Linked DNA regions of Anas platyrhynchos: region 1 is linked to region 2. The links are chromatin contacts, called in public Hi-C maps. All regions are on one chromosome and are shown on one strand. The core of a region is the stretch at or near the end of the contact, and the rest is flanking DNA. Distances in the headings are between cores, read along the strand shown. Region 1 holds the start of ETFBKMT (electron transfer flavoprotein subunit beta lysine methyltransferase). Region 2 overlaps LOC119717675 (a long non-coding RNA gene).

What was found. Hi-C and Micro-C count contacts between places; a contact is called where the count stands out from the background.
Region 1: a Hi-C map of skeletal muscle shows a contact between it and region 2, with 2.6 times the contacts expected there. The contact joins the promoter of ETFBKMT here to the enhancer-like site in region 2. A contact is called at or near these places in 2 of 8 Hi-C or Micro-C datasets (both in skeletal muscle).

Annotation. Positions count from the first base shown.
Region 1 is chr1:62,873,062-62,879,078 of IASCAAS_PekinDuck_T2T, reverse strand. ETFBKMT (electron transfer flavoprotein subunit beta lysine methyltransferase) reads left to right here and starts at 2,102. Exons shown (of 4, transcript XM_021279197.4): 1 at 2,102-2,404; 2 at 3,940-4,360. The coding sequence starts at 4,044. It overlaps LOC106020316 (a long non-coding RNA gene), which reads right to left and starts at 50. Exons shown (of 3, transcript XR_011809960.1): 1 at 1-50.
Region 2 is chr1:62,741,364-62,747,251 of IASCAAS_PekinDuck_T2T, reverse strand. The region is part of intron 2 of LOC119717675 (a long non-coding RNA gene); the gene reads left to right. Among named protein-coding and RNA genes, the nearest start is that of BICD1, 24 kb to the right of the region's middle. Within about 2 kb of position 3,456, at least 2 of the 8 cell types and tissues checked have an H3K27ac peak or open chromatin away from gene starts, as enhancers often do.

The DNA.
Region 1 (6,017 bases), core at 853-3,352, 130 kb before region 2:
CTTAGCTTTTGCTTATTTCACCCCATAGAAAACTATACCTTGCATGCTCCTCTGCTTCCATCCTATGCCAGGCTGCACCTGATACCTTTATTTTTGCCAGCTGTTGCTCGTTCCTTCTCCTAACCCAATGCAGCTGGAAGGTATAGGGACAAGTAAACCTATGAAAAACACACACAATGCTTTCAGGACATATTGCATATAATGTATGATTTGTTTTGTCAGGCTAGCTATTCTTCAAATGCAAAAGATGCAGTGATTCTGAAATGAGTAGGTGTGGATTGTACCTGGAGGCACAACAGAATAATTGAATTGCCTCTCCCTTACCTAGCTAGTGCTCTCAACTTCAATTTTCCCTTAGCCACTAGCTAATGTGCCAGCTGTATTTTGATAATGACTTGTTTCTGCAGCCTCTAGCCAACCACAAATTGATCCTGATGTGCAAAACCCCTGACTGTTGATATTGAGTTGTTGGGAGGCTTTTTATAATTCAACAGCACTCCAAATGAATCCATATTCTGTGAATTTCCACTGAGGTCCTTCTGTTGAAGTGAACAATAGCAGTTGGCCTTGCAGGAAGAGCTCTGGGAATTGGAGCTGTAGATTCAGTTTTAAAAGGTAGGAGAGAAGGAATAAGGTGAGGTTATCAACCGGCTGCTGCCCTGCAGGTCTTTCTTCCCTTGGGTTTAACCTTTGTATCTGCAACGTCTCATGAGTCATGGGTTCCTTAACATGAAGGCAGCTCTTCTCTGTCTTCCCTTTTTCCCCATTCTCAGACACTTCCACTTGTTTTTGTTGTTAATTGGTTCAGACAAGATTTCCCCAGGGTCCTAGGCAGTTTTATCATCAGCCCGTAATCCACTAATTCCCTTGGACGCACAGGACTCCCTTTTGTGTTATGCTACAACTGCCTCTTTGAACGAGTTGCGCTCCTCCACCATCTATCAGATCAATGTTTTGTTGTGATTAAAGTTGTCCTTGTCCTCAGAGCAAATTCCAGCACAGTTACGTTAGCTGGCTGCAAACTGCATCAAGCGTTTGATCAGCAGAAATTCTCAAGATGCTACTATCTAACTAAAGCAAAAAGCCTTAGGAAATGAAACACTTTTTTTTCTCACAGGGATGGGTGGTGATCCTTTCCTGACATAATCAACAAGAGCACATCCTGAAAGTCTAAGTGGTTTACCCAGACTTTTGCAAGAGGGCTGGCAGCTATCATCGGTATCAGAGCCTTTTAACGTCACACTTGGAGTCTGGAAGGGTTTTTTTTAACTGCCTCAGTGGGGTGCTGCTCTGTATTAGAGAGCAGTGACCTCACTGAGGTTCAAATAGCTACTGAGCAATACCATGTACTGGGAGTTCAGAAGAACTAGGCCTGAGAAGTTACTTCTTAAAATGCCTGGAGACTGACGATCAAAGTGAACAGGCTTTCCTGTGAGGTTTCTCTGAGAACCTTCTGAGAGCATCAGCAGTATTTTGCAAGTCTCTTCTCAGCCATAAAATAAAATGTACAAGGCAGAGATGTATTATGTGATAAAGTCATTATCACACCTTAATAAGGCACCCTGAGCTGATGTTGGTAGTCACTCTTCTATTACAGTACTGAGCTCTTTATTTCAGCAAGAACTGCTGAAAGATTCAAGACCTTTGAAACCTCACAGTTCACCCTAAGGCCTCCAAGAAATAATGTCCTTCCTGCACCTAGGCCATGCTTTGATATCAAAGCCTATAAAAGATGAGGGGTGACTCCTGCTTTACAGCCACATGCGGACAAGTAAAAGACACGCAAACATCCCTACAGCTCAACACGCTGGTGGACTTCAGCCCCCTTCATGTGGTGAGCAGACACCAGCCTCTGGATGGGCCCTGGCCTTCTCCTGCTGCATCCTGGCCTCTTGGCAGCCCAGCACGGTGGGGCCACCTTCCTTGGGCACTCATGGAAGACTAAATAATTTTAAGGCCTTGCTTTGCACCCTGGAGAGCACATTTCATGTGTATGGAGCCAGCAGGTCACTAGATGGCCTCATAACCCAGGCGATCGGGCAGATCCAGGTTTCGCTTGTGTGATCTGCTCTTAACCCGGCACCTGCAGAGCTGCAGGGCTGGCAGCATCACCTCAGGCACGGCTCAGGAGCCATTTACAGAACGCAGCATGTGAAATTTGGGACACTTTGTGCCACGGGGAAGCTAGAAAAGCCTTGTTTGCTGTTCTTGTCAGAAGCTGCTTCTATTCCCCACTGGGGCCTCTTGTGTCCCTTAGCTGGATCCAGCCAGGACATCAACGAAGCAAAGGCAGCCCCTGTGGGAAGGCTTCTGTGGTGTTGTGGCACCCAACCACCCAGTGGGGAACCCAGAAATTCTCCTGGTGTGTGTGGGATCGTGGCTGGGGAAAGAGGAGCAAGATGAGGTATGAGGGTTTGATTGCATGCTGTAGTCACTGCCTGGTGAAAACATGCTTTATTGCCTAAATATATATATATTTAAAGGGAATGAAGGAAACAGAACCATTCATAAGTTGTCGGGTGCTTGTCCAGAGCAGAGCAGCTTGAGGGGAGGCCTCATGGCACCTGCAGCTCCCTCACGAGGGAAGCGGAGGGGCAGGTGCTGAGCTCTGCTCTCTGGGGACAGCGACAGGACCCGAGGGGACGGCATGGAGCTGGGACAGGGGAGGGTCAGGCTGGCGGTTAGGGAAAGGTTCTGCACCCACAGGGTGCTCGGGCACCGGGACAGGAGCGATTTAAGCCGCCCTCCCTCATGCCCCTGCTGTGACGTTTGGGGTGAAAGAGAAGCGAGGGCGCCCTCAGCGCAGCAGCCATGTTGCCGACTTGAGGGACAGCGGCTGCTCGTGTCGGCACGTATCGCGACACAGGACACCGGCAAGCCGGGAGCCGAGCCCCCCAGCGCCGAGCCCTCTCCCCGTGCTGCCGCTTTAAGGGCGGGCGGCACAGCACAGCACAGCCCAGCACGGCCCGGCCCGGCCCCGGCGCGGCGCAGCGGGGCGGAGCGGCGCAGCGCGGCGGCAGCAGGTAGGTGGCGGCCGGCAGCGCCCCGCGACAGGCCCCGGCCCCGCCTCGCCCCGCCGCGGGGGGGCGGCCCTGTCGCGGCCTTGTCGCGACTGAACCTCGGCCTGTCGGGCGCGGTAGCGTGCTGTGCATCAAATTAACGTGCAGCAATTAGCGGGGGATTACGCGGCTCGGCCTGGCCGGGGAATGTCGCGTGGGTTAATTACCCGCGGTAATCGCCTGGGCTCTGCCCAGTGGCGTTCTCAGGCGTGGAGAAGCAAAGCGTTGTCACAGGTGTTTGTAATGAAAATACTGAGCCTGCAGCCAGCGATTAAAGCCAGGGTTTGGCAAGCTGAATAGCAGGTGTTGGGTGTCAGGAAGCAGTCAGACTAAAACTAAAGCAAAGGCTGTGCTCACACAGCAGAAAACACAGGAGCTTCTGCTGAGGATGTGGACAAGGAAAGGACAAGTGAAGCCCCGAGACACAAAGTGCTATTCACCCACTGCTCAGCCTCTGCCTATGGCCCTGTTTGCTAGCAGAGGCCTCGAAAACCAGCCTTGAGCAGTCAGCAGGCACCTAAGTGTGAGCTTGCCCAGCCTGAACGCTTCATCTTCTAAAGACAGTTTTGGGGAATGTGCTGGTTCTGTTTTTCTTGCGTTAGCTCGGGTTAATCTTTTCGTTTAATTTTTTGGCTGTCGGCTTTCCCACTAACTGGTTGATTCTCATTGAATGTGTTGATAGCATTCTTCCCAGTGGGTCCTGTGACAGCTCCTTCCTTACATACCACTCCCTGCAGGCTTCAAAGGCTGTCTGGGACAGGGGCAAGACACATGTTCATGACAGTACAACAGCACGGGAACCTCTGCTCCCTAAAGCCCTGGTGGTGCTTAGCCCTGCAGTCACAGAAAAATCGCTTACATAGCGTTATTTCCCTTTCAGGAATCATCATCTGTCAATATGAAAAACAGCGTCCTGTGAGTTTGCTTCCAGCCGCCTCGTCGCCCGTCTCAGATAAGCTGTGCTCCAAGCTGTCCTAGGGAGAGATGGCCTTCCGTGGCTGGAGGCGGCTCCTGCTGGGCAGGCAGAACACCCTGGCCAGGGCTTGGAGGAGCAGGAGAGGAGCCCCTTCTCTGCGCTGGAAGCGCTGCCGCCACTGGAGCGCTGGCAGGACTTTGGACCCTGAGGTGAGGGCGTTTTTGGAGGAGAACACGGAGGTCACCAGCAGCGGGCACCTCACGCCAGAGATACGACTGCGCCTCCTCACCCCTCGCTGCAGGTTCTGGAGGGAAAAGCCTGACCTGTGGCCTTACGGGGACCCATTCTGGGCAATTTACTGGCCAGGAGGCCAAGCCCTGTCCAGGTATGCAGCACACATCGCTGAAAACACTCAGTCCAGTCTGCAGCTGGCCAGGAGGTCAGGTCTGGCTCTGGCTGTAGTGATTTATGGTGACATGTAGTTGCCTTGTATGAGAGCACATCATCCATGCTCCTCTCTGCTTATACAGGATAGAAGCAGTCTCTTCTGGTTGGCTGTGAAGTTTCAGCACCTGCTATATGTAGAGTAGCTTATAGCTCTTATGTTGAAATCTGTTGTCTTCCATGGAGCTGCATGCGTTGACCACAGGGTTGAATTTGGATCTGTGGAAGAGCTGTGCGTTTGCCATCAAAACCTTGCAGAGTGTTTAGTGCCATCACCCATTGTCACTCCTAACAGAAGGATGGCTGTTCTGTGGTGACACGTTGCTCTTGCTGCTGTTGTTGGAGACAGACAGGCAGTGGATGTATGTCTGGTCAGCTGAGAAAAGTAGGTTTGTGCTGATGCTCTTGGAGTGCTGGCTAGCCTGAGTCGATCTCTTCCTTTAGGATTTCAGCAGCCTTATTATCAAGCTTTACTGACTGCCTTCTGGTCACATCAGAAGCCATACTTTTATTTTTGCCACCTACTGTAGAAATGTGTTTGAATGTTGTTGCTATTCCTGATTCCCAGAAACTAGTTAGAGTTCTGTTCTTCTGTGAAATGAAATACCTTACTTTGAATAGCAGGAAAAAAAAAGTAATTATAACAAAGTAACTGTCAGACATTTCTTATGTAGATGAAATGGGAGGATCTGAATTGGGGCTTTGCTGTTTTTCTGGTGGGAAGTGTAAATAGGATGGCACTTTCAGCCAGGAAAAAGATGGGTTGTGCAGTTAAATTGTTGATTAGCCTGCCATTTAGACAAATTAGGATGCTTCTAAACAGTGCAAAATTGAATAAGATAAGGTAATCTCTATATCTTGTTACTATACGATTTATGTGCCCTGATATTTGGGTAGCAATACTAATGGTCTGGCGTTTCACCACTTGATTGTCGTACTGTTTATGCCCTTGTCTTGATGTATTGGGCATGTCAGAAATCAGCCGTGTAATCTGAAAAAGTAAAACAAAACCAGGAACCTGAAAACGTGCTTTTTCTTTAACCGTGCTTGTTTCACAGTTGGCGTTTCCACACCAGGAGTCTCCTGTTCCGAGCTACTCCTCTCTGTACCGTAAGATGCCTCGTTATTCCATCATGGCCATGGCATGTCCCTGCCAGGGGACGCGTGCCCTGTCACTGTGGTCATTAGGGGAAACCTGAGAAGCCCTCAGCTGGAAACACAGCACTTGCTGTGCTTGGGCCAGCCCGTGCTGTGCACGTTACTGCAGGAACATCACTGCAAATCCAAGCACAGCCTCTAGACAGAGGAAACAGGGCTTCCATGGAGGTCCCACCCTGTCCTTTGGCCTGTTTGCAAACTATCGGCTGGTCTCAGAGGAGGAGGGATTATGTGGCGGGGGGCAGTTGCCAGACTGCTGAGCCTCTCTGCACAAAGGTCTTTCCTGGGTGCCCTCATAAACAGAGAGCATTTGAAAAGTAGCAAACAACAGGGCAAAGCTGTGGTAACAGCGTGACAAAGCTGTATGTCAAACCTCACAGGAGAAGGTTATTTTCATTAAAACAAAACCAGTATCACTCACTGGTCTCATATCCCCAGCT
Region 2 (5,888 bases), core at 2,207-4,706:
TGAGTGTCTCTTCAAGGGCGTTGGAACTTGTTTCACATGCAGAGCTCAGAAAGCCCCCAGTACCACTGACTGTAGCTCCCACACCTGAGCTGATGTTTTCACAGCCTTAAGGGTGTCTTTGTCATGTAGCCCAGGAGAAACCTACTAGACTTCATCTACTCAGTCTCATAGTCTGTGATTTAGCAACTGGTATCAAGGAAACCTATCAGTTTATTAACATAGGCTTAAATGCCCTAATATTGCTGTAGTTTAAGCTTCCTACTGCATTCTGCTATCCCTGTGTGAAAAGCATTTAAGTTTCTTTCTTTTGTCAGCATGTCTAAAATAGAAGGGTTTAGTTTAGTTTTTGTGGTGTCAGCCAAGTTTGTGAACCTTAATGTTTTGCAGTAGAGTGAATTAGACATTTAGAACTCTATTATCATTTGTACTAATGATTATTTATATGGGTAATAAATACTTCTCCTAAATTGGACCGAGTTATATCAGTAGCATATAGCACAGCAGGACAGAACTTAGAAATGTCCTATTTCTAAGAAATGTCCCATGGGACATTTCTAAGTTCTGTCCTGCAGTGCTATATGCTACTGATTTCTCAGAATTGAGAAATGGATGAAAACTGACCAATAAAATAAACTTATCCACAAGTAACGAATTATATCTGTCTGCTTAATTGATGTCATGACCTATAAGGGTTACCCGACCCACCAGATCACAATGCTGTGTTTGTAAGATTCTGCAAAACACAATGACATGGATGTTTTTGTTTCATTAATTTATTTATTACAAATTGCTACATGTTATTACTATTAGGATAAGTATATAATTATATTTACTATAGGCACACATTATTAATTTGAGGTATTACTGTTATTCTCACTCACCAAACTGCTCCAGGAGTGAAGCCCATCAACCACGGAAAGTCTCTCTGCATGGATAAGCTGCATCATGGAGGACAGAGTCATCTGGCATCTGTGGTTAGAGTCTGGTCTGACCGTGAGGTCTTGTGCAGAGAAGCTTGCCTTGGTTGGGTAGTGAGTTACTTTTTTATCTTTAGTGTAGGTACAAAAGTGGACTTGAGTTCCTGGAACAGTTCTTGCTTGCTTCAGCTTTCCTAGAAGGTCAGCTTACTGTTGAAGTTTCTTTGTTCTGCCCTTATCAGTGATGTCCCAGGCTCCCAGTTAAGTAGATATCCTTCTCTGAGAGTATGTTTCTGTTATGACCAGGTCACCTTTATGGCTGTTGCATCACTCATAAGACTTGGTTCATGTATTAGAATCATAGAATATCTGAGTTGGAAGGGAATCACAAGGACCATTAAGTCCAAATCCTGGGTCCCCAAAGGACCACCCCAAAATAAATGAATAAATAAATAAAAATCAGACCATGTGTCTGAGAGCTCTGTCCAAATGCTCCTTGAACTCTGGCAGGCTCAGTGCTGTCACCACTGCCCTGGGGAGCCTGTCCCAGTTCCCAACCACCCTCTGGGTGCTGAACCTTTCCCTAACCCCCAGCCTGACCCTCCCCTGTCCCAGCTCCATGCCATTCCCTCGGGTCCTGTCGCTGTCCCCAGAGAGCAGAGCTCAGCGCCTGCCCCTCCACTCCCCTCGTGAGGGAGCTGCAGGCCGCCATGAGGCCTCCCCTCAGCCTGCTCTGCTCTGGGCTGAGCAAACCAATGGGCCTCAGCTGCTCCTCATACAACTTGCCCTCTAGACCTTTCACCATCTTTGTTGCCCTCCTTTGGACACTCTCTAACAATTTTATATCTTTCTTATACTGTGGTGCCCCAAACTGCACACAGTGCTTGAGGTGAGGGCGCAGCAGCGCAGAGCAGAGCAGGACAATCCCTTCCCTCAGCTGGCTGGCAGTACTGTGCCTGATGCACTCCAGGATGCTGTTGGCCCTCCCGACCACCAAGGCACACCACTGGCTCATGTTCAGCTTGCTGTCTATCAAAACCCCCAAATTCCTTTCTGTGGGCTGCTCTCCAGCATTTCATCCCCTGGTCTATACGCATATTCATGGTAAGACTATGGAAGGAGAGCTCTGCTCTGAAATATTTTTTCTTCTGTCCTGAGTTCTGCTATTCCAGTGGTCCCTCCAACAGGGAATAGTTTCTGTTAAGAACTTGGTGGTGGGCTGGGTTAGCCATCATTCCCAGGGGAGACCTGCCACCTGCTAGCAAGGTGTAAGTAACAGACTTAATTTCCAACTGTCATTTGTAGCTCTGAAGCTAGCACGTACACCGTTTTTCTGAATTCCTTATGTTCTTTGTGCATCAAGCCCATTTACAGAAGTCAACTTAAATTCTTTAACAATTAATTGCTAAAAAAACAACAACACACAAACAGATTTCAGTAGAACAGGTTGCCTGAACTTTTCACTCCCAGATTATCTAGTAGTCAAGCAGAGATGTGGCATTTTCTGTCTTCCCCAGCTAACTCAATCTTGCAGACTGTGCATCAGTTTGTTTATTTATTTATTTTTAATCAGGATTTTTGGTGGAGGGTTATTAAAATGGTTATTTAAGTGGGACTCTCTATTAAAAATAACTTTAGAATGCACTCATGCAAAAGGTTTTTGAGTAAACCCCTGATGTGAATGCAAAAGTACAGTTGCAGAGAAGGAAATCTTATCTGGACTATTAGGTGATTGTTTATAAGCTGTTACACTAAACAGTGCTTAAGGTCTCACCCTTTCTGTTGAATGTCAATGGCCTCACATTCCTCCATTATGACTTCTGGCAAGTAATTTTTCCTCTTTTCTCAATTTTTGTAAGAAAAAATGGAAGACAGTGGGGGATCACAGACCCTTGGTGTGCAAAAGGGGCTGTTGAGACAAGATGGGCCAGTAACAAAATTGCCAAACCAGCACAAATATATTTAGTGTTTCTTCTGGTGAGAAAGAGACTGGTCAAATCAGTGTAACTATAAGGCAGTAATAGAATTGCTGATCTGGCAGTAATGAATTTAGCTAATTGCTGATATAACATCTAGTGGACCATGGGGTCGATGTTGTGAAATCGCTGTGGTTAAGCCAGCTGCGGAGCGAGGGTGAAGGGACTGGGTCGGCCTGTGGAGCTGACTCCCCAAGAAGGCAGCTGCAGGATGCAGATGGAGCGGCAGCTTGTCTTCAGGATGGATTCAGAGCTGTCTCCCCAGGGATGCTGAGCAAGCTGGCTGCATAAATGAGGAAATACAGAAGGTCACAGGTCACTGAAACTGAGTGGATAAAAGGGAAAATCAAAGAAAGAGAGGTAGCCTCAGCAGAGGAGGATTAGCACTATAAAATGCTGCTGTCTGGGCATCAACAGCTACAAAGGCAAACATCTTCTCCAGGCCATCCTGATACACAAGGTAGGACATGCCTGGAGCTATGGTGTTGTGAGCATGGACCCTAGTGGCCAACAGGCAAAAGTCTTGCAGGCCTTATTGAGCTGGGAGAACTCAGGATTCTGAGAATGCTTGGCATGCTAACCACAACACTTTGCTGACATTCATCTTATTTGTATACCGCTTAGTCTGCCACAGTTACATACTAGTTAGGTTTAGGCCTAAATAAATGACTGATGTAACTGTATGTCATCAATTCCTCACCCTTGTAGTTGTTGAGCTCCTTGGGCAATTTCTCAGAGCAGAAGACTGCAAATAGTGTGGAGCTGAAGCCTGGAGAGGCAGAGATGCTATAAGAAGCAAAAGACATACCTAGTGTTCAGCCTGTTAGAGCTGTCTTTGAAAACCAGAAGAGTGTCAAAGGGCACCTGTATCACTAAAGGTAAATCCATAAGGGCATTTATTCTGTTTTTCACAGAAAAGAAAGTCTTTTCTACCTTGCTGTAAGGAAAAGAGCTAATTTCTAAAAGAAACGAAAGAGGAGGTTCTGTAGTCACTAGGTGACAATGGGGAACCAGCCTGTTTGGAAATTACAGTAACCTGAAGAAAAGGAGATTGTTGTACAAAAGGGTTAAAAAGGAGAGAATGAAATTATTGGGAAAAGGTGATTCAGAAAGAAGCAATCCCAAGAGAACTGGGTAAGAAAAGGCAGAAACAGCACAGGGGAAAAATAATAATAAATAAATAAGTAAACACATACGTATTTTAGCTTTGGGATGTCCAGGGAAATGACAATGTGGTCTTAAACTGAGCTCTGGTTATCACTACTACATCCACTAGATGACAGTGTGGAGATTGAATTCAGTGCTACAGCAAGATCCATTCTGTGCTTCACAGGCCTGTGGATATTGTCTCACTTCTCTGCTATAAAATCGAAGTTCGCAATATGCTTGCACCCAGAAACTTTGTGTTCGTGGAAGGAAGGTGGTCTGGTTTGGTATTAATAATAAACTTAACACTGAAATGAAAGAAATGACTGTCACTTTCCAGCATTTTTTTTCCCCTTAAGCTTAGAGAGTTGGGATCTTGGGTTACATTGGGAAGTGGTGATGGAAAGTGAGCTAAAGAATGTGGAGGGACAGCCAGCTTCTCTCCTCTGTGCCTTGCAGCTTTGCAGACAGCCATGCTTTTGTTTGCATACCGTGAGCACCCCCTGGTGCACTCCCACAGCCTGCAGTGCCTGGCCTTGCAGTCCCCCGGTGACCCCTGATGGACACAGGAAAGAAAAAGCTGGAAAAAAGGGAACAGAAAGCAGTGGGGTGACAAGGACTAGATGCATGTACAGTATTGATTTCTGCGGTTTTGGAGTTTTGTATGAAGTAATGGGCAAAGCAAGGAAGAACACCCAGGAAATACAGCAGGTTTCCTTTCATAGCACTGTTTTTTTTTTTCCCCTGTACTTTCTCTTTCCACCGAGGGCATGGTGTGACACAGTACAAAGACGGTATCACTGTAGCTGTGTAGTGTGAAGAACTGCTAAAAATTATAAATGAATACTTAACACCCAACTGGGATTTACCATAAAAGAAAAATAAAATAGAAGCAAAGACTGTATTGGAGTTGAAATCAGTACAGACTAGGTTAAAGTAAATGAAGATATACTACCGTAATGCCATTTTTATGAAAACAATTATAAAAATGTGCTGCCAGCATGCAGGCAAGATGTATGTTAATGAGTCTCCAAATCTTGGTTGCTGTGATTAACCCTGCTTTAAGGTGATAGATGTGATCTTTATTGCTTCACCTTCTCAAATAGCCTTCATTTTGTAGGACACCACATGTAGTTGTCCTAACGTCTGCATTTCATACCAGCTTCACAGGTTGCTCTGTCCTTTTCTTGCAACATGAATGGTTTTTAGTTGCTCTTCTGCAGTTCCTTTCTCTGACAGGTGACAGCAGTGTCCTCTGGGGGTAAGAGTGTTGCGGGGGGCACAAACCATCCACTGGGTGGCTGTGGGGCTCACATGGTCAACCCCCTTCCATTCCATTCTGTCTTTTCCCTATTAAAAAATGTCTTAGCTTGTCATGAAATATTAATCTGTTGTGCCATTTGTTGTAGCACAGCTTGCCGTGCACTGGAATCCCAAAGTGCCCTCAATTCTGTCTCAGCCTGGTACATATGCTTTGAAACTGACAGTTGGCAATTGTCCTGGTGATTTTATAGCAGCCAGGGTTTTAGGATTTTTCATTTTTGTGCTGTAGAAACTTGACCTTATACGGGATAACATGAAATTCCACAAGTGAGAACGAATGGATTTTCTTTTGCTTTGAAATTTTTCTTTCCATTTAGGGGAAGATTTGTCAGTCTAATTTTCTTTACCAGCCTTTCTGTAACAAGGAAGAGGAAGTACTGTGAGTGATTTTGCTTAATAACTGCTGATCCATTAGTCTTTCATGGCCTTTGGATCAGGCAGCTGTGTGGAGAAGAATTTAAAATCAGGATCAGGATGAATCTTCCTTTTCTTCTAAATTAACTGTATCGTGCAATTTCGTGAACAA